Regions from separate parts of the Mus musculus genome. Here regions 2, 3, 4, 5, 6 and 7 are each linked to region 1. The links are chromatin contacts, called in public HiCAR-type, HiChIP or PLAC-seq and promoter capture Hi-C maps. All regions are on one chromosome and are shown on one strand. Each heading gives the region's core, a stretch centred on a gene start, on an enhancer-like site or on the middle of the called end of the contact. The rest is flanking DNA. Distances are from core to core; before and after follow the strand shown.

Evidence for each region. Promoter capture Hi-C pulls out the DNA fragments that hold promoters and counts their contacts. HiCAR-type assays count read pairs that join an accessible place to other places. HiChIP or PLAC-seq counts read pairs in DNA pulled down with a chosen protein or histone mark.
Region 2: a contact with region 1 is called in an H3K4me3 HiChIP or PLAC-seq map of embryonic limb bud, with 8 times the contacts expected there. The contact joins the enhancer-like site here to the promoter of Tent5a in region 1. A contact is called at or near these places in 18 of 39 promoter capture datasets (the 3T3-L1 cell line, 3T3-L1-derived adipocytes, the C10 cell line and 9 more), 2 of 15 datasets of contacts at CTCF or cohesin (large pre-B cells and pro-B cells), 1 of 484 Hi-C or Micro-C datasets (embryonic stem cells), 15 of 115 datasets of contacts at active chromatin or transcription factors (acute myeloid leukemia, bone marrow-derived macrophages, craniofacial prominence and 9 more) and 3 of 9 other capture datasets (embryonic stem cells, liver and macrophages).
Region 3: a promoter capture Hi-C map of the HPC-7 cell line shows a contact between it and region 1. The contact joins the enhancer-like site here to the promoter of Tent5a in region 1. A contact is called at or near these places in 11 of 39 promoter capture datasets (the 3T3-L1 cell line, the C10 cell line, the HPC-7 cell line and 6 more), 6 of 115 datasets of contacts at active chromatin or transcription factors (bone marrow-derived macrophages, embryonic forebrain, embryonic limb bud and 3 more) and 2 of 9 other capture datasets (adipose tissue and embryonic stem cells).
Region 4: a HiCAR-type map of kidney shows a contact between it and region 1, with 8 times the contacts expected there. The contact joins the enhancer-like site here to the promoter of Tent5a in region 1. A contact is called at or near these places in 16 of 39 promoter capture datasets (the 3T3-L1 cell line, the C10 cell line, the HPC-7 cell line and 10 more), 7 of 484 Hi-C or Micro-C datasets (the N1E-115 cell line, embryonic stem cells, nephron progenitors and 1 more), 15 of 115 datasets of contacts at active chromatin or transcription factors (SST interneurons, acute myeloid leukemia, bone marrow-derived macrophages and 10 more) and 2 of 9 other capture datasets (adipose tissue and embryonic stem cells).
Region 5: a HiCAR-type map of kidney shows a contact between it and region 1, with 8 times the contacts expected there. The contact joins the enhancer-like site here to the promoter of Tent5a in region 1. A contact is called at or near these places in 6 of 39 promoter capture datasets (the 3T3-L1 cell line, 3T3-L1-derived adipocytes, hippocampal neurons and 1 more), 1 of 15 datasets of contacts at CTCF or cohesin (large pre-B cells), 1 of 484 Hi-C or Micro-C datasets (uterus), 13 of 115 datasets of contacts at active chromatin or transcription factors (acute myeloid leukemia, bone marrow-derived macrophages, cardiomyocytes and 9 more) and 3 of 9 other capture datasets (embryonic stem cells, liver and pancreatic islet).
Region 6: a contact with region 1 is called in a HiCAR-type map of kidney, with 5 times the contacts expected there. The contact joins the enhancer-like site here to the promoter of Tent5a in region 1. A contact is called at or near these places in 8 of 39 promoter capture datasets (the 3T3-L1 cell line, embryonic stem cells, frontonasal cranial neural crest and 2 more), 10 of 484 Hi-C or Micro-C datasets (the G1E-ER4 cell line, adipose-derived mesenchymal stem cells, embryonic fibroblasts and 2 more), 17 of 115 datasets of contacts at active chromatin or transcription factors (SST interneurons, acute myeloid leukemia, bone marrow-derived macrophages and 12 more) and 4 of 9 other capture datasets (adipose tissue, embryonic stem cells, liver and 1 more).
Region 7: an H3K27ac HiChIP or PLAC-seq map of heart atrium shows a contact between it and region 1, with 14 times the contacts expected there. The contact joins the enhancer-like site here to the promoter of Tent5a in region 1. A contact is called at or near these places in 15 of 39 promoter capture datasets (the 3T3-L1 cell line, 3T3-L1-derived adipocytes, the C10 cell line and 10 more), 4 of 484 Hi-C or Micro-C datasets (the AML12 cell line, the MC3T3-E1 cell line, liver and 1 more), 13 of 115 datasets of contacts at active chromatin or transcription factors (acute myeloid leukemia, bone marrow-derived macrophages, embryonic hindbrain and 8 more) and 1 of 9 other capture datasets (macrophages).

The regions. Positions count from the first base shown.
Region 1 is chr9:85,325,337-85,329,267 of GRCm38.p6, forward strand. Tent5a (terminal nucleotidyltransferase 5A) reads right to left here and starts at 1,814. Exons shown (of 3, transcript NM_001160379.1): 1 at 1,707-1,814; 2 at 923-1,469. The coding sequence starts at 1,432.
Region 2 is chr9:84,367,306-84,371,236 of GRCm38.p6, forward strand. No RefSeq gene overlaps it. Among named protein-coding and RNA genes, the nearest start is that of Gm26146, 180 kb to the left of the region's middle. Within about 2 kb of position 2,091, at least 23 of the 459 cell types and tissues checked have an H3K27ac peak or open chromatin away from gene starts, as enhancers often do. A contact at or near this core is called in embryonic fibroblasts and embryonic limb bud, where this site is marked.
Region 3 is chr9:84,498,072-84,502,002 of GRCm38.p6, forward strand. No RefSeq gene overlaps it. Among named protein-coding and RNA genes, the nearest start is that of Gm39388, 82 kb to the right of the region's middle. Within about 2 kb of position 1,615, at least 9 of the 459 cell types and tissues checked have an H3K27ac peak or open chromatin away from gene starts, as enhancers often do. A contact at or near this core is called in the HPC-7 cell line, where this site is marked.
Region 4 is chr9:84,556,557-84,560,487 of GRCm38.p6, forward strand. No RefSeq gene overlaps it. Among named protein-coding and RNA genes, the nearest start is that of Gm39388, 24 kb to the right of the region's middle. Within about 2 kb of position 1,970, at least 1 of the 459 cell types and tissues checked has an H3K27ac peak or open chromatin away from gene starts, as enhancers often do. A contact at or near this core is called in kidney, where this site is marked.
Region 5 is chr9:84,586,308-84,590,238 of GRCm38.p6, forward strand. The region is part of intron 1 of Gm39388 (a long non-coding RNA gene); the gene reads left to right. Among named protein-coding and RNA genes, the nearest start is that of Gm39388, 6.1 kb to the left of the region's middle. Within about 2 kb of position 1,699, at least 1 of the 459 cell types and tissues checked has an H3K27ac peak or open chromatin away from gene starts, as enhancers often do. A contact at or near this core is called in kidney, where this site is marked.
Region 6 is chr9:84,676,975-84,680,905 of GRCm38.p6, forward strand. No RefSeq gene overlaps it. Among named protein-coding and RNA genes, the nearest start is that of Gm26126, 29 kb to the left of the region's middle. Within about 2 kb of position 1,652, at least 1 of the 459 cell types and tissues checked has an H3K27ac peak or open chromatin away from gene starts, as enhancers often do. A contact at or near this core is called in kidney, where this site is marked.
Region 7 is chr9:84,737,594-84,741,524 of GRCm38.p6, forward strand. No RefSeq gene overlaps it. Among named protein-coding and RNA genes, the nearest start is that of 4930554C24Rik, 35 kb to the right of the region's middle. Within about 2 kb of position 2,243, at least 4 of the 459 cell types and tissues checked have an H3K27ac peak or open chromatin away from gene starts, as enhancers often do. A contact at or near this core is called in heart atrium, where this site is marked.

The sequences.
Region 1 (3,931 bases), core at 564-3,063:
TGTTAAGTTTCAGCAAAACACTACCTACGAGCTTAAACGGTCTTCGGAAAACAGGGGAAAAAATACATTTAACGAGTAGTTTTGCCGTCTGGGAAAGAGACTAGAAGTAATAGTTTGAGGCTTTTGGCAGACACAGCAGCATACTAAGACGTTCTATTGTCATGTCTGAGTTCAAATGTTATTTTTTGAAGATGGTCTAATGGGCACAATATTCACCCAGTATCCACAGAGAGACAGACAGTGTCGTGAGTTGGCCTCTCTCAGCCTGGTCTCCAACCACCCCGTTCTCCTCCCCCTTAGGCAATCAATCTTATCAGTCGAGTGTGTCCCTCCAGCGACACTCTACAGTTACAGCCAAAGAGGAACTAAATTGCCTTCAGACAACTTTAATTAATTATACAAAACGCCACCTAAACCGAAGGGGAGGGGCACACTATTACACCCTCGACTCTGTGAATTAACAGGGAAAAGCATCAAATATCTTAAACGCCGAAGTCAGTGGAGTATGGATCGATTCACATTTTCCAATATAATAAAAACCATTGACTCAGTTCTGCTTCAGGCTGCTATTTTTCCCAAAGTCTAGATTACAAGATGACTCAAAAAAATTATTTACATCATTCCATCCTTCCACCAATCACGTTATACTCTGGACAAGAGTCCAGCAAGGAAAGTCAAGAGTTAAACCATAGAGAGAAGGAAGAGAAGGAAACGCAGAGGAGGAAGCACAGAGTTGTGGCGCTGGATCTCCCAGGAAACTAAAACACTCCACACCACTCACGCGCATTAGTGCGCTCGTGAAAAAAAAATAATAAAAAAATAAATAAACGAACTCACTATGGCCATACTGACGGCAGTCAAGGCAAGCTGGGCTTGCTTTCTCCCCACCCCTGCTCTGCCCAAGCCCATCAGGTGGCTTTACCTTGAGAGTGAGCGGTGTGATCTTCTCCTTGTTCACCCCTTCGGGCAAGAAGTCTAACAGGCAATCCAGAACGACGTCCTTCACAGTCTGAAACTCCTCTTCCCCACGCAGGTCAGCGCAGAAGATGAGGTCCAGGTCCTTGTAGCCTAGGCCACTGTCCTGGTGCAGGACGTGACTGGCGGCTGAGCCGTTGAGGCGCACGTCGCGGACACCTATGCCCTTCTCTTCCAGGCGCCTCCTCACCACCTTCACAATCAGGCTTGGCTGCAGCTCGAGCGTGGGGAAGTTGCCGCGCCCGTGGATCGGGATGGTCTCGCTCAGAATGCCGTCCAACCGCTGCACTTGCTCCCAGTTCAGCACATTGCAGTGCGCCGTGGGGCTTTCGCAATAGTCCGAGCAGCGGTCGCCGAAGCTGCTGCCGCCGCCGCCGAAGTCACCACCCAGGGGGATGTAAGGGCCGCCGGTCAGCTCGTCCTCTGCCATGGCAAAGTACCCTTCGCCCTCGGCCATGTAGTGCCCTCCGAAAGCCACTTGGCCTTGGTCAGTCCTAAGAGGAAAGAGTGGATTTAGGGGAGCGGCAGAGAGGTGTGCGGGTGAGGGGACAGGGGTCCCGCCGAGGGGCCTGGGCTTCCCCTCCCCGATCGTGACGCCCATAGTAGCCCTCCTCCCCCAACCCTCACCGACCCCAATGCCCAGCCGCGCGCCGCGCCCCGCAGAGCAGCCCCGCACCAAAAGTATCTCTGATGCATCTGGAAAGCACAAGCGAGAGTCCCGTCTGTGTCACCTGGAGGCGGCCGCCCCTTCTAGGAGCGCAGGCGAGCGAGGAACCGCGAGGCGGACACACTTCGCAGGAGCTGCGAGTGCGCTCCCGGCAGCGGCCCGCGACTTCTCCGCGCCGACCCCCGCCGCGCCCTGAGCGTTCCCGCCCCTTGCCCGCGCCCCGCCCGCGCCCCCGCTGCGGTGGTCTCGGAGGTGGCGGCTCTCGACGCCGCCGATGCCACCGCGCACACTCGCGTCTCTGGAGCTTTAGCAGTTGTGCGGGGGGAAATGTCTTCAGTACTTTTTTTATACCGGGCTTCTCCGCGCTTCCGGGGCCCCAGCGCGCAGCGCTCGCCACACCCTCTCATTTGCATAGAGCACCGCCCCCAGCGCTGGGTGGACAGTCGCCGGAGCTCAGAGCTGCTGGAGCTAGGCCAGGGTGCGCAGCCCCTGGCTATGAGCACAGACAGATGCCTGTGGCTCCTACGTGTAGATTTATCCATTTCTGCACGTCCACACACGCGCGCGCGCACACACACACCCCTAAAGAGGAGACACTTTGCCTCAAATGTGATAGATGGCCATCAAAACCGGATCAGGGTTAAAAATCACGCAACTATAGAAACTTCCCAAGCCTAGCCTTCTGGCCGGGTGGAGCGCGTCATTGCCGCGTAACTGGGTCTCCTGGAGGTTCCCTCAACAGTGTCCGTTTGTGGCTAGACCGCCGATTCCACTCTGGACCCTGGGCCAAGTGTGGTCTCCAGAGGCAACTGGTCACGCACGTCAGTCTCTGTGAGGGAGGGGGAGGGTTTGCTGAGAACTGAGTTTCGATTCTCGAAACCTCGAGAAGTGCTGGTGGGGGGGTGGGGGTGGGGTGGGGAGTCCGGTACCAGCCAGCCAGCCTGAGTGCGCGTCCAGCTGCTGCCCGCGAGCTGGGCAGGCGCGCGTCTCCTATCACACAGCTCCGCGGGCTCGCGGCCAACCCGCGGGGTCTCGGAGCGCAACCCCAGCAGTGCACGAAAAGCGGCCGCCAGGGTGGCGGTCCTTCGGCTCAGACTTGGGAGAAGCGCGTTCCTCGCAGCCTCTAAGGTTCTCAGTTCTTAAGCGGATAAAACGTCAATGATCAAAGTAGGCTCTGGCTTCTTACCGGCCATTAAGGGCAAATTTAAAAGACGAGAAGTTTCTCCCCCTCCAGCTTCAGTCGCCAGTGGAGTGCTTAAGGGTTGGAAAAGGTTATCTCTGCGCTCTGGCACCGCACTGTTTGCTAGAAAGCTCCCTGCTTTCGCTTGTCCACTTCCTCCGCCGCCCCGCTGCTGCCTCCGTTCAAAGTAATGCTTTGCAGTCCTTGATCCAGGTAGAGGCTGTGAGCCGAACGAGGCAGTCAGGGTAGAGAGGAGAGGCCCTGAGATGAACAGCCATTACCCCCATGACCCTAGACAACTTCAGAGAATCAGCCTCTGAATTTAGGGAGCCCTGGTCTAGAAGCCCAACCTGAGTTGAGGGATGGGATGCAGGGGTGTCGCCCACGCAAATCTAGCTGCGTGACAACGCCGCCCCCTGCTGGTGCCCCGTGGAGCTGTGAGTCCACAAAATGGAGAAACTAGAAGCCAGGCTTTCTTAGCATAGGCCGAACCTAGGCCAAATTGGATTGAGCGATGAAAAGGAGACTTGGATCCCAACCTTGTTCTCAAATCCCACTGCTTCCTTTCAGGACATGTCCAACCATGAATGCTACCTAGCAACACATTTTGTATATATGAAATTGTCTGTGTATATGTGCTCGCGTGCCTCTGTGTGTACGACAATCTCACATGAGCTTGCATGTGACAGTCTAGCTATATAGCTCAGACTGACCTAAAAATCAACCTCTTCTGGAGTGATGTGATTACATCTGTGAGCCACCACCTCCACCCTGAGCTCTTCTACACACCTTACAGCCTTCAGGCCAAGAAAGGGGCCATAGGGGGTTGGAAATAAAGGGATTAAGAGGTAATGATCGTGATGGGCTCAGGCCTTGAACACTCGTTTGACTGTGAATGCTCTCGCCCTAAGAGATGTCAGTGGCTTAGTTCTTCCGTCTTGGGGGGGGGGGGACACTGAGGCAAGCACCTGCAGCAAGGGGGACAAGTAAGAGAGGAGAATACTCTTCTTTCTTCCTTTTTTTTTTTTTGGTTTTTGAGACAGGCTTTCTCTGTATATCCCTGGCTGTCCTGGAACTCACTTTGTAGACCAGGATGACCTCGAACTCAG
Region 2 (3,931 bases), core at 841-3,340, 960 kb before region 1:
CTGTTTCATGGGCCAAGTTGGCGGGAAAGTATATTTCACTGCATGTGCACTATAATAGTGTCTTGAGGACAGTGTATCTCAAAGACTACCTTGTTGATGTGATAACCCCTGGAAGGAAGGAATGGGATAGAGGAAGTCATGGCCTGCTAGAAGAGGGTGACCCCCAAAGATAAGCGGTCTGTTCTTTGTGAATCCTGGGTAGTTTCATTTGCAGTGTCTGATGCTTGAGAAAGCATTGCATGGCTGGCTGAAGGCTCTAGGAAGAAATGGACTTCTAAGTCCATTTGACCTACTAGAAATTTGCCTTTAATAATGTCCATCAGTGACTGATGGTCCAGTTCTTTTGAACTGGGACAAGCTCATTTGTTACAGTGGTTCATTGTGAGACACTACACCTATGTTTTGAGTATCTACATAAGATGAATTCTGTATACACTGCAATTTATAAATCACATAGTGCCTTGAGTACATGTTTCGAGATTCAGAGAACAACTGATTTTTAAATGTTGGCTTTTAGTTACTAAGGTTTTATGAAAGTTAAATTCTAAGTTTGCAATTGTCCCCATTGTTTATTGTGTGAAGTGTTGTATATCTCAGAGAATCAGGCCAAGTGCCATAGGTCTCACATCTTTGGGGAAACTCACTCTGTTCTTCCCCATTTCACATTCTCCTCAGGAGTTCAGCATCTTCAGAATGAAATGAGAAGACCAAGTTCTAGGTAACAACAGGCAGAGAGAAGCTTAGATCTCTGACCTCTAGGCAGATTCTTTAAATATGATGAATAGAAATTGAATAAAACAACTTCAGTTAGGGTAATTAGCATATGTCAACATTTGGGAACTTGTCATATTTTAAATGCAGTATAACATTCTGTGATGTAAAGTAATTCTGTGACCCATCAGAATATTGTTGACTGGGTTGCCTTCTCTCAAAGAGAGTTGGTCTGGTATCATAGAAGCATATTTATAATGGATCCATTAAATTTTTTTCTTATAGTATGATGCACTCCCATTGCTTGGACTAGGGTCAAATGAACCCTTAGCAGGCGAAGGCCTTTATTTTAGACACTGTTCCATAAGCTATGGTTCATCATCTCCAAAATGATGATGACTAAAATACAAACTGGATTGTTGGGAGGATAAGGAAGTATTTACAAGGGAAGTTTAATAGTAACATTTGTTATCATTGTATCCACATAAAAGTTCAAATCAATAAATCCTGATAAAGGTCATAGTGGTGTCAAGATAGAATTAAAGGAAAAAGGAAGGACTACGTAAACTAGATTTAAAACAAAACTGAAATCATCTCTGTGTGGTCCTGGACGAGCTAGCATCACTCCCAATGCAAGGCCTTGACTAGGTGATGAAGCTGGAAGGGGAGGAGGCAGCCTTGGGTGGGGCTGGTGCTAAGAGAGATGAGGAGCCTCTTTTCAGTCAGGCTCATTCCCCTGTATCCAGCTCTTGTCCTGGGAATTCAGAAGCCTTCCTGCCCTCTCAAAGTTCCAGTCAGAGCTAATGACCCCCAAGAGCTTACTGAACAGGTTTGGAAGGGGTTGTTCCTCAGTGTTCCCACTGTGGTTTACCTACTCCTCATATGTTGCTATGGTTGATCAAGGGCTAGCTTTCTCTACCAAATTAAAAAAAAAAAAGACTTTTTTTTTTTAAAGTGGAAATTCCAGCTCACATAAGGGCATGCACCTCATTATCACATGGACCCATAAATACCACTTGGGAACCTCAGCTTTCTCCTCCAGCTCACATAGACTGTGGGCTGGGTGGATGAGCATAGAGCTGTGATGATACAGGAACTTGATGGAACGGTTGGTATTCAGAGGTTCAATGGCCTTCAGTTCGCTGTCAGTGAAAATTGCTCTACATGGATGGCTATGAGTAAGAAATTTGTCAAAAGGTTTTGAAGGGGCAATCACAAATTGCTGATGAAAGTGGATGAAGCTATGAAAAAGATTTATGAAGACTGATTTAGAATTGAATAGTGTTATGAGACACTTTTGGAATTCCACTGTGTGGCTGAGGCCAGGAGGGAAGATATGAGAAACGGGTAGAGAGCACTGTGCATTGTTTGCCAGCAGACACATTAGGCCCTACAGCTCAGATCTCAGCTGTAAAATTCCTTGCACTCTGGGTGCATTGGCTGTGGGAAATGCCTGTGGTTTCCCCAGCTTGCCTCTCTCAGCAGGCTTGAAGGCAGCTAGTCTCAAAGGCTGTAAGAAGCCAATAGGAAAGGAAGCAATGAAACCTAATAATTGAAACAAAATAGAAACAGCAATGAAGTGTTAATTGAAACAGCTTCTCTTAGGAGACTGTGAATCATCCTAGAGTGTTAATTGTTCATTTCATAAGGAAAGTTGCACAGTGGCTCAGATTCTCCAATACCTATGGCAGAAATAGAGCCCAACGGTCTCCATAGGGATGGGAAAGGTTCAATGGTAGCAAGGTTGTCATTGTAAAGGTCAGATTTTTTTCCCTTTAAACTCAAATACCCATAGCAACCTGATACCAAATATTACTTTATGTTTAGAATTTTGTAGACTCTAATTTTTATTATAGACATAAATTGTATTATAGATCATAGTATTTTATTATTTCTTTTATTAATAAGGATCTTAAATGTTGAGTCAGATTCTGAAAATAAAAGGCAGAGCAGTTTTGAAGACTGCCTGTATTGCTTTGTACACTATAACATCTCAGTAGTTGTTTTTAAAGATGTAAAAATAATTTTCTTCTCTCTATATAATAGAGAATGTAAAATTATACAATGAGTAAAAGCACTACCCATGAATAAATTTTATTGCATTATATGGGAAATATTTCAATAAGATTTAAGAGTGAAATTAGCAGGAAGAATTACAACAGAAATGTCAGTCACAGAGTGATCCATGACATTGTCCATTCATAAATTTGGTATCCAGGCTACCATCTTTTTCTGGCTCCTTCATTAATTTCTCTTTAAGAATTAGGATCTGAACATCTTGTTTAAGGCTTCCTGAAGCAAGCTGTGCAGAATGTTAATGATCAAAACCAGAAATAGAGCGACCTTTAAAGCTGATGTTTCCATCACAACATTTAGAATTTTGAGCTTCGTAGCAAAACAAGGGAAATGAGGCTTGGCTGTTGCAACGCCTCAAACGTAAGGAAAGGGAAGTGGGTTTCAGAGTTTTGGTTGTTTTCCCTCTGATATGTCCTTCAGTGTTGTCAATCCTTACATAATTGTTTTGACCTTAATCATAACCAGGTGCATGTTTCTGCACTCCTGTGTGAGGCACCTGTTATTTTCTAGTAATGAAGAGTAAAGGTAAGAGCTAGGGCATACTATAACAAACTCCTTTTTGTGTTATTTGTCCCCTTTTCTTTTGCCTTTTCAACAAACAAAGCACTCATGTGAATTACACATGAAAACAATTACACAGAAAAATAAATTCCACCTTGCCTCATGATGACTAGTTTAAACTTTATAGACAGACTTACTAAAAGCACACCCAAGCTTACAGCAGACTGTAGTCATCTTCAAATGAATGGGAACAAGACTACTAACAATTCAGAATTAAAAGCATACTAGAACATAATGTCTAACTACAGGAGGCTCTTCACATTAAAGTCATTTTTTCTTATGTATAATTTATTTTTTATTATTTACGTTTTTCTTATTTATAATTAATTTTTAGGTTAGTCTACAAATGAACAGGTTTCATCATAGAATCTTTATACACATGTGCCATTTGTTAATCTTTCCCTTTCTTGCTGCTCTCCTCCATGGCTCCCACTGATTGCTTTCTTCTCCGAGTTAGTATATTCAATGCTATTCTATTACATAGACTCTGTTCCCTTAAGTCCACTTCCTTACCCTCACAATACATTTTCTAGTTTTGTGACCTACAAACACAGATATGTATATGTGATATATACATACACAC
Region 3 (3,931 bases), core at 365-2,864, 830 kb before region 1:
CTCCTGCTGCTCCTAACCTGACCTGAACTGCAGACCTCAGCTAAATAATCAATTCTTTCTTCCTTATTTGTACTCTGTAATGGTATTATTTTGTTTTTTTTTTTTTTGTTTTGTTTTGTTTTTTGGTTTTTTTTTGTTTTGATTGGCAGAAATCAAACATATTTTCTGGTTTGGTGTCTGCTTTCGTGTTCATAATGCTCCCTTGTGTGAAGTGGAGCAAGCAGAGCTTAAATGCAGTGCAGCTGGGTTGGAGCCTGCCAGCCAAATGAGTTACTCAAGTACTGAAGTTTTGTGAATATCTATTCAGGCAAAATATAGAGTATTTGCTATTTTAACTCGAGTATTATGACCAGATTATGAACTTGGAAATATCCTAATAGAGTCCTAACTTTACCTTCATGATAAGGAGAATGAGGGAACGTGTGTTAGGGTGAAGCAAACTTAGGAGTAGTAATACCAATGCATAAACTTTTGACGAAAAAGCTAAAAATAGGCGAGTAACTTATTCTCATACCTACCTCAATGTCATTCAGAAGAGATCAAGCTTGCTCCAAATAGTTAAAGGTGAGCAGGTTTTAGGTCAGAGGTGTCTGACCTGTTGACATTGTGATATGAAGTTGTTAGGTTGTATTCATATCTATCCTGGCACAAAGTCCACAAGTTGGACAGGTCTATGTGTAATCAGCTAAAGAAGAAGGTCACTTTCCTGCCATTCATAAGTTGAAGCCCTGATAAAACTTTAGCTTGAAAACCAGTAAAGCATTTTGGACAATTAAACTGAATTATTTAGGTTTTTGTTCAGAGTTATGATAATATTTATATATATACATACGATGATATTCCTGTATGCTTACTCTATCTACCATCTATGTCTGTATGTCTGTATGTATCTATGCATGTATATATGTTCGTTCTATCTATCTATCTATCTATCTATCATCTGTCTATGTATCTACTTATCATTTATCACAGTTTATTATGCATCCATCCATCTGTTTATCCATTTATCTATTTATGTATGTATCTATCTAAAAGGATTTAGTATTGGCATCGACACACATCATTACTGAATTTGAGAAATGCAAGATACACATTTTTAAAGATAGAAATTAAAATGTTGATAATAGGATTCGGTCTCTAATTTGGAACTACATTGTAATGATCTAATGGTGTATTCCTCATTGGGACCATGACCTCAGAAGAGATTAATGTAGTTCTTATGTAATTCCTTGATTCCTGTGCCTTTGAGTCCTACCTGTTGGTAAGACAGTGTTACATAGGCTATATGTTGAAATCATAATATATACAACAATTGAACAATCTTTGGAAAGCTTTACTATAGGCATTTAAGTACTTCTACCCAGGTAGCACTCTGTAGCTAATATTTAAGAAATCATTCAATCTATCTGGTTTGGCATTTAGCGAACATAAATGAGACAAATGAATCCTTTAAGTGTGAGACTATTGTCACACTCCTTGAGTTCCTTGGCCAGAGACAAAGCTACATTGAGTAAGTTTATGGCTGAAAGTTCACAGATAGCAGTGCATGCAGGGAAGAAGGGAAGTCCAAATCTATATGTCTACTCAGAATTCTTCCTGTCTGTGACCGCAGTTGTCTGATGTAATCATCCTGTCACCAAACAGTAGGCTCATCACCCTAGGATAACGCTGTATTACAGCTTCAGTGTTGGTTATTGTTACAGGAAGATTAGGCAGTTAGTTGTGGCTATTGCCAGGTCAGGCTTGTTGAACAGGAGTCTGTTCTGATGAACCAGGCATGGTCTCTACTGTGTTGCCATGGCTATGTTATTAGAGGCTGATTGGTCTCCACAGAGCAAGTGACTCATCTTGCTTATTCACATCCTCCTCTGTTGTGTAGATCTTTGGGTAAAATTTTACAAAATGCACCTATTCACATTTCTATTTTTTGCTATAGAGGACTTTGTTCACTACCTCACTCTCTAATATATTTGTTATTAATTTTGCCATCAAATTTCTTTCAAATTAAATGTACAGCTAGGCACACTGACCACAGTTATGGCAGCTTTGAAGATTTTTACTTACCACTGTCCTTCCGGAGTGAACCAGAGGAAGGTTGGAGAACTCCAGCTGTCTCTTTTAACCGGATAATGCTTCATAACTGTCAGCTGAAGTGAATATTCTCAAACAGCAAAGTCAGTGGCTGGACTGGGCATAGCTATGCCAATGTCAGGGAGAATAAGATAAGATGGTTTCAAATTAATGTTTTGACTTGAATATAAAAAGGGAGTTTGTTGGATTTTTCTGTTCCTATTGGTTTCATAGTCTGCATGCCTATGGATCTTGATAAGTGTCTTTTTTTTTTTAGTTTAAGGATACTTTATTTTATGATTTTGTTGACCATAGTTTATGTGCCTTTGACCTCGATCCTTCCTTCCCTTCTACTTCTTCTTCCTCTTCCTCTTCTTTACTCTTCCTCCTCCTCATCCTCCTCCCCCTCCGATCCTCCTCCTTCTCCTCCTCCTCTCCCTCCTCCTTCTTCTTCTATTCTTTTTTTTTTTTTTTTTTTTTTTTTTTTACTATTTCAGTCATTTAACTGTTTGTGTTCTTGTAATCTTCCTTCTGGCATTTCTTCTTATCCTTTTTGGGCTTCTCAACAATGTTTATTATTGGTATCTTGAAATTATTACCTTCTACATTTAAGTCTATTTTTCTCAAGGAACATTATCATGGGCATACTAATTTTTTTTGCATAGATTTATTGTCTTTGTTATTCCTAGTTGCATCTTTCTCATGCTGCCTAGGCATCTCAGGTTAAGTTATTGGTAGTGTTTCTGGGTAAAGAGACTCTCTTTTATGTTTAGTAGATTATTTTATTAGAGTCCAATTTTAAAATTTGTTTGAATATTTTGTATATAAATCGTCTTATAATTTATTATTACTTTGCATTTGTACACACAGTAATCGGTTTCTTTATAACAATTTTAAAGCAGTCTTTGTACTTGTTAATGCTTCACTCTTCTGCATCTTTGCATTCTTATGTGCCCTTTTACTCCCAGTTACTTCTTATCTTCTTCCATCAGGCACTGCATCTCCTTCCTCCACACTTCCTGTCCATCATCATTGAGTCCTTGTTAGGTCCTAAATTAAATTCACTTTCATGCTCCCTTGGCCATACATAGAGACATTAAAAGATAAGGCATGCATATGAGAGAGAACATGTGATTTCCCCCCCCTTGGGACTCTGTATCATCACATCATACAAATCCCTTACCACATAAGTATGGAGTCTTTCCACTCACTTGCTCTCCCACAGAAGAATTTAAATTTTAATATAGTTGAAGAACCACTTTTCCATGTATGATAATTTTGGCATTCATTTACTTTTTGGGTGGTCATTATTTTGATGATTTATTCTAAAGTGGTAAGAGGCATTCCAAGTAATTCTGCTACACTCCTTTTGTCTTTTCTGACATTCTGTACACCCCCTGCCAAAAGTCACTGCTTCTTAGTTCTACAGAAAGAAGGGAGAAAGTTCTGCTGTGCCTTTAATGATCTGTTAATAATTTTGTTGCTGTTGGAGGGAGACTTCCTGATAGTTTTGATAACAGAGAAAGTATTTCAATTGATCCTATAATATGAATTTCCTACCGTCTGACAGAGGGCAAGTCTGGTCCTTGATTCCAAGCATTTTTCTCTTTTATTCACAAGGTTTCTTATTGAGTCTCCTTACAGTCTAATCCACTTCTGTGAAGTACATGTCAGTGTGGTACCAGTCACACAGTGGTGATTCCAGGAGACCACTTTAGCACAGTTTCTGGACATACTGTTAGCCTCCAGTTTCCTTACTTCTCTCTCACCACCTCATGATCCTTTCCTGTGGGAACCACCATTGTGTTCATGAGTCACGTGGTACAGTGTTATAAAGTTGAGAAGGAATGCCTAAAAGAAT
Region 4 (3,931 bases), core at 720-3,219, 770 kb before region 1:
ATCCCCCAGGCCTTTGCATTCGTGTGAAATCATTCTTAAAACGTCCACGTGGGTGAAACGATGTCTGTTCATTTAGGTTTTATTTATATCCTGTTCACTTCGGAGAAGGATTTAGGAAATCTCATGGCTGCTGCTACCTGCTGAGCACATCAGGACAGAACTGTGTCCTGAGTTTTCTTGGTTTTAATTTCACACAAACGGAAGGGAAAAGAGATGCAACATGAGACAGTCTGCAGGTAAAAAATATAGAGATTTTTTTTCTTTTTTTCTTTTTTTTTTTTTAGGTTAACAACTGCCACTAATTGTGGGCTTATGAGGGTAATTTTGTTTCCCTGTGTGACACAGGTTTCTCATAACAAAATAGGAATAATGATATCCAATAATTTAATGGGCCATTTATACCTGACACCTTTAGTTATTATGGCAACTGGAGTTTTGTGTGGCATTAAAGCAGGCACTGAGTAATCAGTCTCGCTAACTATCAGAGCCATCTAGCAGGCATTAGTGCACTGGAAATGTCGCCTTCCATTTTGTTCATGCTGCTTTAGTCTTAAGAGAAGATGGACAAAGGTCCGGCCTGTGCTGCTTTCTAACCTTGCAGGAAAAGTGATCTGATTTGTCTACATCTCAGATGAGTACAGCAATTTTACTTTCCTGTTGACCTTGTAGCTCTTCCTATGAGCAAATCAGAAAGTGACACTTTGTCTTTCTGAGCAGACAGAGCTTATTTTGTGAAATGACTAGCAAGGAGACTCATCGTTTCTCTGAACATTCCCTCTGAGTAGTTACTTGATTGTTCCTACAATTCTCTACAAACAGGAAATAAATGTGACATGTCCACCTTTCTGTTAAAAATACTTAATGTCAAAACAGGTAAAAATTTATATCTCCCCATTTGATTTTTTTTATATAAATGTGTAAATTAGATTCTTTGATCTTATTTCTCATGACTTATGGATATTTTGTATCTTTTAAACAAAATCTAATTCTCACAGATGCTCTTTTCAAAACATTTTTTAAGGGAGAGAAAAAAGGGAAAGAGAATATGAATGAGGTGTTTATATCTGCCTGTGCCTGAGATAGGCTGCCTAATTACATTCAGGGATAAAAAATGTAGTTGGCCTTTGCTACTTTGTGACCCCCCCATTATCCACTGCCTCCCCAGTTTCACTACCTATCACTAGATAAGGGAGAATTAAGGATAGAGGGAAGGAAGGAATAGGGAGAGATCTCTAGATTGCTAAATCTAAGTTCTTTGTTCATTTTTCTTCTTTGAGCATGACTATTATAAAACTATAACCAATCCTTCTGAAGGACCAACAACCACCCACTATAGGGGCTCTAGCATTCATATACCCTTTGAAAAATTCACAGAATTCCAAATATACCCATCACAGAAACCATCTGAAGCTTGGAAAACTGTGCTTCTGCTAGAGCATGAGGCAAATCATAGTCAGCTTCTGTGAAGCAGTCCCATGTCCCTACACCTGGGATTAAAACAAAAACATATCCCTATAAAATTTCTCGGTTTCTTTAAGGAACTCAAAGATTCAGAATTCTTACCACGAGGAAAAGCTTTATCAAGACAATTGGCAAGAGAGAAGGTGTCTGGACAGAGGTCTCATGAGAAAAAGATCTGAATTATGTTTCAGGAAGTCTAAGACCTGAGCATCCTGCAAGGATATACAAATAACTGCAGAGAAATCTGAGGTTCCAGAATATCCTAAGGCATCAGTGCCTTTCTAGCTGAGGTCACCGAAAATGTCAATGGAATATTTGCTTATGCATGTACACATCCTGAAAGCATCCACAGAATTATTCTACTCTTGCTGATATAAATCATGTCATTTAAATTAAGCAGCATCAATGCCATAAAACTCATCAGCAAATGACCTAAGCTCCCCTCTGAAGGAGAAACACCCAGCATTCCAAGAGTCACATCAACTGAGACGCTCAATTTATGACTTACTTGCCAGACATGTGATTCAGTTTGATGCCAGATGTTAGGTAACAGTGACCTGTGGAAACCTGCCTGAGGTTTTAGTGATATTATTCCCTCTAAAGTTAAGTTTTGAAACATACTAGACCTTCTTTTGAGGTTTTCTTCTCTACTCTCTACCTAATTCTCAGTTGTGAACCTCTGGCTCTCAAGGTCAAGGTCTTAATCTTGCCTATCTAATTCCTAGATTCCACAGGTACTTCAAGTTAAAAACACAACTGGATTGATGCTGTAATACACATATGAGTAAGAACATGTGAAAAATTTAATCGTTCTGGGTCTGGACTAACTCACCCGATATATTTTCCAGTTTAGTCTATATTAACGAGTGTCATAATTCTATTTTTCCCTACAACTGAGTCAAATTCTGTTGTGTACATGTAGCTAATATCCATTTTTTATTCATCAGTTGATGGACATGTAGGCTATGACATGTCATAGATATTGTGAATAGGGAAGCCATGAAAATGGATAGGATGCTTCTGTGGTGGAGAGGGGGCAGAAAGACCTTACAGAAAGGGAGATAGAAAAATGCAGTTGATATGAAAAGGAATGATGAATACTGGAGAAGAGGTTTTAACAAGGGATAAGGATGGGACAGTAAGACAGATGGGATAGTGAGGATAGTGAGGATAACTACCACTAAGGATATTTGAAAAGAACTACTAAATTATACACACACACACACACACACACACACACACACACACACACACACACTGGAGCTATCCTAAACAGGGGGAATGCAGAAGACATAAGTTGAAAATGAAAAGCCTAATGGCCATCATTGAATACCTCACACTTGATATTCTCCAAATAATGACTATTGTCATTTCTCTCAGGCAACCAGCAGAAGTGTATGGGAAGTCACACTTTGGTCCCCACACATGAAAAAAGCAAGCGATTAACAACCAAGAACTTTCCTGCCTCCTGAGAAATTTTCATAGTCTATTGAAGAGATGACAGGCTGATGGGGAAAAATGTCACAGACTCTTTCACCCAGCTGTGAACACTTTGTACAGCAATAATGACAGGTGTGGCAAGATATGCCTATGAGCGCAATAATGTCATCAATGTTACGGGATTAACCACCCCACAAGAGGAAATGCATGTCTAGTACTATAAATGAGGGTTGTCATGCTCGAGGAGCACATAGATCTTGGCAATTAATCTACTTACTATTATTTTGCTAAATGGATATATTATCAAAATGCCCTCCAAACTTGTATCTCTATATTAAAAGATTAGTGCAGCTCTAGGATTTCACCAGCAAAGTTCCTCTAACCAATGAATGGTTGTTAAAATAAAGACTCACAACTGCTTTAACTGCAGAGAATAAGCATCTGTAGGCTGCTCAGTTACAAACGAGACATATCTATCACACTACCTCCCCCTGACACTTGGGGATTATCAAGAGAGAGGGGAGCAAAAGCTTGTAAAGATCAGAAGAGCCAGAGATTGGGGAGAAAAAAGACAATCGAGTATCCTCTGGACTTAATGGACTGCTATGCTCTATTAATTGACAAAAATTGTGGTTTATTGAACATGATCAATCCAGGCAGTGTTGCAATGTGGATGGGTAGAATCTCAGGATTTTTTTTTTGTCTCTAGCTTGGGAGCTATTGATGGTTGATGGCTTTTTGGAGAGTCAGCTTCCTTTAAAGAACTGCCTCTTGTTATATAAACCAAGCTCCTTGTGTGTGTTCCCACTCTTATGAGTAAATGGGCAGTTCAAGTTGGACTGGGTAGAGTCTATTAAATGAATAAATGAATGAATGAATGAATAAATAAATAAATAAATAAATAAATGGAAGATATAAACTTAAGAGAGGGGAACATGGGGGATAGATAGATCTTGGAGGGAGGAATAAGAATGATCAGAGAACATCATATAAATGTATAAAATTCTGAAAGAATTAAATAACTATTATA
Region 5 (3,931 bases), core at 449-2,948, 740 kb before region 1:
ATTTGAATGTTTTTAACTCTTTCTAAGCCACTTTGAGTTACCCTTGTTCTTAAACTCCTTTGTTTTGAAGAATAGATTTGTGCCAATGTGTGTTATGTGTCATCTTTGATCCTTTTTGTGACTAGTTATGTCTAGAGTTCAGTAATGACAAATATGTAGATTTAGTTATGTTTTAGATTTGAAGATTTTTAGTTGCTTTTCAGCTTTTATCCCTCTTCAACCTTAAATTCTCTATGGCCTAAATTACAGGTACATGAAATTTCTATTTTTTTTTTCATGTCTCATGGGTTCCTAGACTTAATGTCTCTAGATTTCATTACAGATACTTTCTACAGTTCTACCTCTCAGTTTTCTAATCTTTCTTCAACCACTGATGTATCCTGTGTATTTTTCATTTCATATGTTATGTTTTTAGCTCTAGAAGGTTAATTTGAAACTATATTTCCAAATTTCTTTAAATTTAAAATCCTGTGCATTATATGTTTAATAGATGCTTCAATATCCTTATCTATTGGGACTGACTTTGTTTATACAGTATTGCGGATTTATACATTTTCCTACTTTTTAAATCATGGTAACTGTTTATTAGATGTGAATTCTGAATTTGGCTTGGGTATTAAATATTTCTGTATTGCTATGAATGGACTTGAGCATTATTTGCTGCCTGATATATGTTATCATATATACCACATCTCATATATTTATCCAGTTCAATGTATTTTAGACAAACTTGTTTCTCAAAAAGACAAAATAGGAAGTTCAAGCCATCTCACTTGACAAATCAGTTGCAGTCTAAATATTCCTGAACAGAATGAAAACATATATTAAACAACACAGAAAAAGTATAGGCATTTTTATTTATTGAGGAAAAGAGAAAAATGTATTTCTCTTAGAAACCTTGAATATAATTGTAGTTTCATATTCTTGGCATAAAAGAAATCAGGGTGGAGCAAATGGGAGTTGAGCAACAGTCTAATGATGAAAATCATAATATATTTAGTCTGTTTTTCTCCTTTGTCTGGTTTTCATGCTAATCTACTTGGTGCAGAGGCACTTATGCCCTTTTCAAATTCTCGATGTGAATGATATCCAGTGAAGGTATGTGAATGTACAAAATACCAGCTGATAGGTGGGAAAGAGGCATTTAAAGCTGTAATCAATTTTTTCAAAGGTGATTTATGGCTTTAGATTAAAACATTTTACATTGCAGAGTGCACTAGTTATTATAAAACCAGTATGCATTAAACAGAAAGGTAGATAGAATGGATCCATTTAATCTACCTTTGTGGAATCAGAAGTAGTTGGCTGATGATTTGACATTGGAAGAAGATTGCCATGAATGGTCCTGTGATGATACAATAAATAAGGTGGGAAAATAAATTAATCACCATACTGGATCCATTGAAGAACATTTCAAATTTGCCTTTTTTTTTTTTTTTAACAGAACCCCATTGACCAAAATAATCAGGCTTGGTTTTATAGGACAGTGCTAACATTCATGTTTTTACCCTACAGAATGTGTTTTGCCACCTGATTTTTGTTCTATTTGTCTGAGTTCTGTGTAAGTAGATTTATGAATACTTAGAATTCCCGTTGTTAGTTTAATTGTTCACTTTTTAGTCACATAACTTAGTTATATTCGCATGCCTAGTTCAAAATGGACCTTTAATCCTTGAACCTAACCTTCGAGACTTTTAGTAAGGAACACTATGACATGTCACCTCTGATGCTGGACAACACAGGGCAGCCTGCTATGAGTGTTGCAATCCAGATTTATCCCTCCTCATGAATCTGTGTTTTGAATTATTTTTCCCTTCGATGTGTTAGTTCTTTTTTCCAGCTTGAGTCTTACTTTATTTTCCTTGCTAGGGCCCATTTTATTATTCCAGCATTTCCCAGTTTAGTATCATCTGCAAAATGCATTAAGACCCTGTTTACTTCTTTGCTGAGGTCTCTGAGACACAGAGGCTCATAGACGTGGGGTCAGTATATGCATTTGCTTTTCTCTCTTGCACCGTTTACTGCACTGGCTTGTATAAAGCAGTGCTCAGCCTACTACCCAGGATTTCTATGGATAAGAGAGTTTTTTTTTAAACTATATTCATAACCCATAACAGAATGGGAAAATAAGATAGTAGTAATAAATTCCTCCTTTTAAATTTGGACTAAAGTTATCTAAAATATTTATTAATTATCCCTCAGTGCATGTTCAGACCAGGCTAAGCAGAATGCAGGATAAAATAGAAAGAAATCTTTGACGACTTCTCTTGAGTAATTTACAATTTAAGTAAGAATGGTGTTCATATTCTCTATTTTTTCTTTCTATCTATCTAAATATGTATACCATATAATATTATGTGTATATGTGTGTGTGTGTGTGTGTGTGTGTGTGTGTGTGTGTGTGTAAACATGAAAATCCAGGAGGATATACAATCAGCTGTTGCTCTGTGTGTAGCTGAGGGCATTTATGTGTTAGCAAACCAGCTTAAGCGAATTCTGAGGTCGTTAACACAGCAAATCTGTGCTTTTCCAATGACTTTACACACACATGCTCATAAACACACAATTTTTTATAAACTCATGATAAATGTATATGAGATCACATAAGAGAAACTATCTACCTTGCAGTATACAAACACACACACACACACACACACAGATGCACACAGACACACACATTTTTAAAAATTCAAGATAAAGTACAGAAGGTTATATAAGAGAAAAAATATCTACCTTGCATTCCATTACTGACACATTAGTAAACTAAAGGTCATTTAGTGAAAGAGCTTAAACAAAATTCTGATCTCAGTGTTGCTGGGCAGGTAGTGCAGAGTTCCAGTTATGCACATCCAGGGCTACCTCTTGAAGAATCTCTTATAAGCATCTCTGTCAATAAAACACTTGTGGCCAAAGAGCTGAGGCAGGAAATAGGAGGTGGGACATCCAGCAGGAATAGAGAGAATTCTGGCAAAGAGTCAAAGATGCAGGAGATTTGCCCTGGGATGTTGAGATGGACATAAAGAGACAAGGACAGGATTGAACTCAAATTAGAGTAAAAGGGACAATACATTAAGAACAAGTCATAGAATGAGCTGAAGCTCATGGTCTAAGCATTTATTAGTAAATGTTTAAGTTCAGAGTCATTATTTAAGGAACTAAGTTGCTGGGAGGAAGACAATAAAGTTTCAACCTCTCCAGGAAATATGGAAGTGTATACAACACTTCCGCATTTAAATCTGCAAATGTAAACTTTTTTTCCTGGCAACTTTTCTTGGAGATTCAGGTTTCATTTTTCTTAGAGATGAGAAATGAGGAATAATTACTGAGAAATATTTCATGCTCATTAAATTACATACAACATGAAATATTTGTCAAATTCATTGACAGGATAAAATATACTTTTCTCTTCAAACATAGATTTATTTCATTGAACTACGCATTTTCCTTGCTAAAAGTAAATATAACCTTTTAAAAGATGTCAATTAATTTATTCTAGTGAATTCAAGGATTTTGCATCCCTCACCAATGTTTTTCCTTAACAATTGAAATTGGTTCATGAAGTATTTTTGACCAGCTAAATCTGATGCCTTCTCTGCTCTCTAAGTTTCATACCACAAATGTCATAAACAGAGACCAATGAAAAGTGCATCCTACATTCCAGCAGGCAAAAGTATCATGGATCTTTTCTTGTGGCTGGTAAAGAACAGGTTTGCTAATTAGAAAATGACCACTTGAGCACATTGACAGAGTTATTTCCTGACCTACATTGTGTATACGACTGGCTTTCTATTATTTGAAACACTGAGTTCCTGTAAAAGCTCAAATATAATATGGCATGCATTTAAATGTATACATTTACATGTAATTAAGTATATAATTGTGAAAGTTTATTCAAAGCACATTAAGAAAATGATAACAGTTTGTTTTTTCA
Region 6 (3,931 bases), core at 402-2,901, 650 kb before region 1:
ATGTGGTATGGTTCTTGGATTTGGCTACGTCTTCACTGTAATCCATGGCTCCCAAAGCAACTGGGACTTTACCAGAACAAACAACTGGGGCTGTAATAATTCTTAATACCATCTTTAATTATTTCTATTTACCAGAAAATCTGCACTTGGAGAAAACTTTTCCATATTAATATCCTTTATATAAATTTCAAACAATCTATCCATTTTGAGGGATGATCAAATTAGCTGGCAGGTATTGCTCATGAAAATATTGAGCAATCTTTTGCAATTTTGTGCTATCAGTCACAATGTCTTCCTCTTCATCTCTGAGGTTATTTGAAATTTTCCTCTTCTATTTCGTAGCGAAGTGTTTGCCAATTTTGTTTATAGTTTAGAAGAGTTAGCACTTAGGTTTGTTAATGTTTTTGTTTTTTTTACTATCTACATTCTCTATTTCACTTTTTGTTTTGTTTTTCTAGTAACTTTTTTTTTTTTTTTTTTTTTTTGGCACAGGTACTGAATACAATCAACCTGAATGCCATTGGCTGCCGGCCTTTAATTTTGGTAAAGTATGTCTATACTCTCAATATATTCAAATATTTTGATATTTTCTTTCTTGATTGCTTATTCAAACCATTGGTCTTGAACTGTGGGTTAATTAATTTACATTCACTTTTTATAGTTTCCAGTTTTCTTGCTAGTGATGTCTACTTTCTTATATTACAGTTTAGACTTGTTTTGTAACTTATCTGATTATATATTGGAGAATGTTCCATGTGGTAATGAAAAGAATGTGTGTTCTTGAGCTGTTGCATGTCATGTGCACAACCATTTGCTATGATTACTTTAAATAATCATGCTGTCCTTGTGCCACCCTCATTTCCTTGTTGAACTCAAACAACACAAATATTTGACCTTTCGATGTTGTCCCAAGATTTCTGAGTTCCTGTGGGCTTCCTTCATTCTTTCTGATTAGTTTTCTTTTCTCCCTTTCCAAATATGTATTTTCAGCTTGTCTTTACATTCAGTATTCTTATTTCCATATGATTTAGCATGTTGATGTATCTATCATAATTTCAATTTTCATATTCTAAATTTATCTTAGTGATTTTTCCATTTATTTATTTATTTATTTATTTATTTATTTATTTATTTATTCACTTTACATCCTGATAACAACCCCCTACCTCCTGGTTCCCCCTCACATAGTTCCTCCCTCAACACCCCCTCCCCTTCTCCTTTGAGAAGGGGAAACTCCTGCCGTGGGTACCAACTCACCTTGGCACATCAAGTCTCTGAAAGGCTAGGCACATCTTCTCCTTCTGAGGCCAGACAAGGCAGTTCAGTTAGGGGAACAGGATCCATAGTAAGACAACAGAGTTAAGGTCAGCATCTGTTCCAGTTGTTAGGGGACCCAAATCAAGACCAAGCTACCTTTCTGTTACATATGTATGGGGACCTAGGTCTAGCCCATGTACACTCTGGTTCAGTTTCTAGTAATTCCCAAGGGTCCAGCTTATTTGATTTTGTTAGTCTTCTTATGGAGTTCCTATCCCTCTGGGTCCCTCAATCTTTTCCCCAACTCTTCTAAAAGACTCCCTGAGCTCTGTCTAATGTTTGGCTATGGCTCTCTGCATCTGTTTTGGTCAGCTGCTGGATGGACAAAGGGCAGATATGCTAGGTGCATGTCTGCAAGCACAGTGCGTATCACTAATAGTGTTAGAGATTGGTTCTTGCTCAGGATGGGTCTCAAGTTTTCCACTTTAATTTTTAAATTAATTCCATCCCCCTGTTAGTTTTTAAAATTATCTGTCAGCCTTTTCCTAAAGATTATGTTTCCTTTAAGCAGTGGTTTAAAATCTTTATTATGTATTTGTTACAATTTGGGTGTTTTTAGACAACTCTTTTAATCATTAAGTGAGGTAATAAATGATTTTCCAAGTGTGTTTTTTTAATTCTTCATAAGTAATCTGATCTTAATGTGGAAGGAATATTCCAATCCTCTTGATCATGTTTGCATGTCCCTGCACGTCTCCTAATTCTAAACAGGCCATTTGTTTCGTGCTTTTTCTTTTCCTCTGTGCCTGTAATTCCTTCTGCTTTTATTGACATGATATCACTCCTGATGTGTTACAGTTTGAGCACAAGTCCAGGTCTGTCTGAAATCTAAAGTTGGGTTGTAACACATGACTCAGGGAGTGCCTGGAAGTATAGTCCAAACTTCTTCTTGGCACTACAGTGGAAAAGGTTTCTTCTGACCATTCCCTATTGTTGAGCAAGATTGTCTTTAGAATGTCCACGCTGATCGATGAGGTACTGGGATGAGACTGTGCCCTTTACTGACTACTGTGCACTGCTTAATGCCGAAGTCAACTCGTGGCCCAAAGAGGCTTCAATCAGTCTCAGGTTATGTTTATCTGAATGAATATGATAAATTAGGTATGGTTATTTCTACTTGGCAATGGGGTTGGTTGTTCCTGAGGTTAAATACAGAAGCACTAATCAGGAGATGGAAGTTTTCTGATGTGTTCATTATGAGGTTGAACTGAATTTCAAGTCACAGTTTTGTGATATCTAACTTCTCTTACCTCCAATGAATGCAGTGTTTCTCTATGCTTCCCAATGTTCAAGTGGTGTTGGTGAAGATAGTGTGTTTATTTGGTTTGCCACAGTGCTGATGATGAGCTGGGTCATGTGTGCATCTCTTATCTTCAAGGTCCTGGAGTGCTTACTTATGGATAGAAATAGGCCCATCATATTCGATGGAGGGTATGAAGTAAAAAAATGTGAGCCTGTGGCATAATATACAGGTTTCTACTTGACACATGTGCCAGTGTAGAGACTAAATCTGCATACACTAACCAGGTAACACTTGTGCTACCTAAGTTTGAGAATGTTTGGGATAGTTATTCAGTCACAAATCTGACACTAAAGTAGGTTCTAACAGAGGCCCGCAACTAGAGATACTGGTACAATCTCAGGATAGGGTGGTTCTTCAAGAATTTTCTAAATCATAGCATGATGTAGGCTGAAAGTCAAGTTTATGTACTGACATTATATGCAGGTTCCATTTATGCTGCATCACAGAGACTGAATGTACATGAGCAGTAGTATGAATATAAAGACTACTTATGCCTAATACTTGGTCTCACCACAGCAGGCACACCTCTCAGCCCCAAGACAAAGTCAGTACTAACTTTGTGAAACCTTCCCCATCAGTGCAGTCTTGTATCCTCTGTGATAAATGGGAAAATGTTTGAGGGAAGAAGGCAAGCTCTTGCCCAATTCAGTACCAAGGCTGCTGGTGAGTATTGCTGTAAAGACCACAGTGGCAGAGCTCTGCTTGGTACTGTGCATCTCTGTGACAGGCCTACTACATTTTATATATAAGAATTGAGCTCCATCCCCCGACTCCTTTCCCAAGTAGAAGATATCCTTGTTCACCTTGGTTGGAGTTGAAAAAGGAACAATTTTTTCCTTCCTGTTTTCTGTAATGCTTGTTGTAGTAAAATCAAGCACTGTTTTCTTACTTTGTGTCCATAATTTCAGTAAAAGAAAGCTGGTTAGTGTTTCATGTAAAACAAATATGGTCACAGTAAACTTGTTATGAATATATTTTTTCATATTTAGTATTCTATGCATATGCATTTTCTTTTGGGTAGATCTTTATCTCTGTGGCATGTATTTATAACTGTGCTTTGAAAAAATAAATGTAACAGAAACAATTTCTGTCTAATTTTAGGTTTTACACATAAATTAATTGAGCTTTAAGTATTTATTCTACATTCTGTGCCACCTCTCCTCCACTTCTATCAGACTACTGAACCATACAGGTCTGAAACAATACAGCCCCAGGATACCCATCAGAGGCCTGGAAGAACAGGACCATTGAGATTCACCCCCTCCCAATACCTACTACAACAAGAACATCCAGAGACCACAAACATCCAGA
Region 7 (3,931 bases), core at 993-3,492, 590 kb before region 1:
AGGAACCCATCTAAGACATTAGGAAGATGCAGGCTAAAAACTGTGAGGCAGAACTGTGTCTGCCAGGAAAAAGTCCAGATTGCCTGGAGCACTGAAACCAGATTCAATTCACACGGCACTTGTGAGTTAGGGTCACATCTACCACGTCCTGAACAATGGATTGTCTCTGAATGTACTAGCCACGTCCAAGTTTAAACTGTCTTGATTAGAGAAATAGGCATTTGGTTACTGATACTCAATTAAAGCATTATCCCTAGAAAACCCTAAGCAGCCAGCCAAACATCTGTAAGCGCATTCTTCCATGAGCGCATTTCACAAACCCAGATTTAAGAGCAGCAGTAGTTGATTTGTGGATGATGATCTGTTTAAACAGACAAGCAACCATGGTGTCAAATGCTGAATCTGCCATCTCCTACAGATTTTTAGAGGAAAAATTGGCTCTGTATCATGAAGATAGTATGGATCCAAATTAAGTGTAGGCATTCCCTTCAAAGATTAAAACTTGGCTTTGTGTTTTGGATCCTCTTAGTGAAAGTTTGCTGGGATTTTTGAACTTTCTCGCACCTCTTAAGATTTAAGGCTAATTAAAACTAAGTTGAAAAGTATTCTTAAATTATGTATGAAGTCAAAAAAAACCAGAATCCATTATATTTAGTTAAAGTTGAATGCAGAGGGTAATTTGCCTATGCTGTCTGGGTTCTTTTTTCTTGATATGATGAACAAATTTATTTACACATACCTTTTTTTGATTTTTCATGTCTTAAAGGATGCTGTTCTGCAGATATTATCAGAAAAATATCAAATTTACAAGAAAATGAAAGGAAGTATATAACCCCTTTATTATTTCATCTACGACAGAAAAAATGTCACAATTGGAACACATCATTGGCTTATTATTCATGATCTTCATCCCTTGAGATATCATAATATAGAAAGCTAAAATATTTACTGAATGAAAATCTTACCTTAATGTCCCAATTTAAGACTGCCCAAAGAATAGCAGACACAATTTTATATACGTCACTTCTATGTCTTATAATACTATGTTTCTGTGTTACTTTAACTCATTATATCTAAATATGCCTTTTAAATTTAAATTTTTTGATTAAATACTTAAAAACAGAAAATAACTCAAATAAATTTAACTAATATTGTGTGTTCTATCAGTCAATAAAGGCTGAGAAGATTGAGATGGGATAGAATGTAATTTAAGAATTTGGGAAGTGTATGAGTGGAAAAAGTGCTTGACATATAAAATCTGAGATAATCTTTTTCTTGCCGAAAGAATAATAGGTAAAATTTGATTGATAGTACTTTTGTCTGCTGTGGTAATTAAGGATTGTCTATCTAGTATTTTTTTTTCCTGTTCTGTATGGCCTCCTTCCCTTTGTAATTACAGGTTGTCATACAGCGATATGAGGCTTCGAGAATGATATCTAAGGCTACTTACTTTGAGTGCCTATACTAAAGGGATTTGCATTTTTATTAACTTTTCAGATGAAATTCCCCAATGATCTTACAAATATAGATTGCATTACATACACCATTCTTTCTTCAATAATTTAACACTTGAAGATAGTTTCAAAAGATTGATTGAGGGACAGGTGTTACAAGCTGAAAACACAATTGATCTGTGGGGCAACACAGAGAAATAAATACCAGAAAGCACTGGTGGACTGGATAATTTTCCTCAGCAAATTTTCATTATATGTGAAAATTTATATGAGGTTCCGAGGCCCAGGAAAATTACACAAAGCAATCCCATGTTCCCCTGCTTTTTCAACTCCCACCCTCCTGGCTATTTGTCCTTCCAAAGGAACTTCTTGTTCCCATGAAATGAGTCAGAGACCAGATGGGAACACTAATTTACTTTTAATGAATGTGTGTCAATCCACAAGCAAAGGGACTCTGTCATCCCGGAAGCTTATCTCCTAGTGGGCTTAGTGTCTTGGCAGGGTTATTTCTGCCTGTTGATCCTTCTACCTACTTTGTCTTACTGAAGTATTTTGTTCAAAATCAGCATCTTTCAATGTACCACTGCATTTAATATAAAGTCTATCATCTAGACTTTTCTAGAAAAATAACACATTAACATTGCATATTCAACGTGGGAGTTATCAAAGTAATGAATGCTGATGCTTTAGAGAGTGAAAAAAGGGCACTCTGACCATCGCAGATATGGTCAGCATATTGAACAGGAACGGTGGTTTTTTTTTCCCCTCTTAACTGTATCCTGGGATTTCCACTAGGCCAAGGAAGAAGTAAATATCACTCTTCTTCACACCATTATTAAACAGAGTTCATGGGGTTTATCCAAGTCTGTGCTGATGAAATTCCATGGAGAAAATAACTTGGAGCTGGAAGCCCTCCATTTCAGATTCCTTGCCTTCCTCTCACCCTTGATACACACTTAAGTAGCTGATGTTTCTCCCCAGTAGAAGTCCTAATTCCTTCTTCAGTCTTAAAGTGAACCAAAGCAAGGTCAGCTTTCGCTTGATTGGCTGTTTATCAATCAAATCAGGAGAGAGACTTGGTGATTTCAACTCTTCAAATTGACCCCTTTTCTCATTTTAACTAATTGTGAGCTGTTATCTATGCACCATCTGTCCTTATTTGTGGTGTATTAAGGTTATAGACATAAGGTTGTTTGTATCCAACACTTATTTTAAAATAAAATACCATTACTTAAACACTGAAAATGCAAATCAGTGGCTAGAACAAAAAAAAAAAGTGTTTCCTTGGAAAGATTTTGTCACACTGAGTGGTTAAACTTGGAATCATCTTGACAAATTGAATCAAGTTTTGTGTACAGGATATAAAAATGTCCATCTGGCTACATTATTATTTTTTTAAAGTACTTAATAGTCTGGAATGGAGCAAAGGGGAATCTGGGTTTCAAGCTCCATCAGAATTTGGAAAGATATGTTTTTGACCTGACCTTTGAGCCTTTGGCCTGCCGAGAAGAAACAGAAGAAAAGAGCCAGACTTGTTCAGACATGGTTCACTAGGAGACAATTTGACCTTATTATTTTGTGTTCAGGCAAAACAAAGCTAAGGACATTATAAACTACTTTAGTCTGGATAGTTTTTCAAATACTGTCAAAATGTTTGTCATTGATCTTAAATATGGGAGGGCTGCCCGAATTTAAAATGCAAAGGAAATTCATGGCGGGGGGGAAGTATGAAAGGGAATTATGTAAGTAGTTTGAAAATATATCATACTCATCAGGTTAGAGATGAAGAAGAACTGATTGTGTATACTAGCAGGTTGCAAGGAATCCTTTGTTTTATGTGCTTTAAGCAAGACCATGTGTATATGTGCCCCACTAATTTATAAAAAGAGAGAAGAAAAAACAGAATAGAAAGTACCCAGGCATTATGACTAAGTCTGGGGAAATCTAGTCTGAGTGTTGGAGAAATAATTATCAATTTATTCAGTTTTAAAATGACTTTAGAAGTGGGAGATGGTTTTATTATCTTGAATGCCCATTACTTTCCATGCTTCCCACCCAACAGAGTATGCCTCCTACATATTAAACTTCATATTATGTAATCATTGTAGTATAAGCTCAAAGTTATTCCTCTAGACGTTGTAGAATCATCAATATATTATAGTGAGAACTCCACTACATGCATATGTTAACCAATCATAACACCTGCCTCAAGATATCTCAGCAAGGAACACACTGATGGTGGCTGATATGCACAAGTAATAAGCAAGTCAGCAAGCAGGTGCCTGGAGGTGAGACAAGTTGGAAGAGATGAGGACCATCAGAAGGAAGCAAGCAAGGAGCTGCTAGAAGTGAGTAGTATTTTGCTGAAGAAAAAAAGGAAATATCTCTTTGGTGGGTCAAATATCAAAGAGTGTATTTGTTAGTATGGTACCAAAACTTTTAATCCTAAAGGAGTGGGACCAAGGTAATGTAAACAG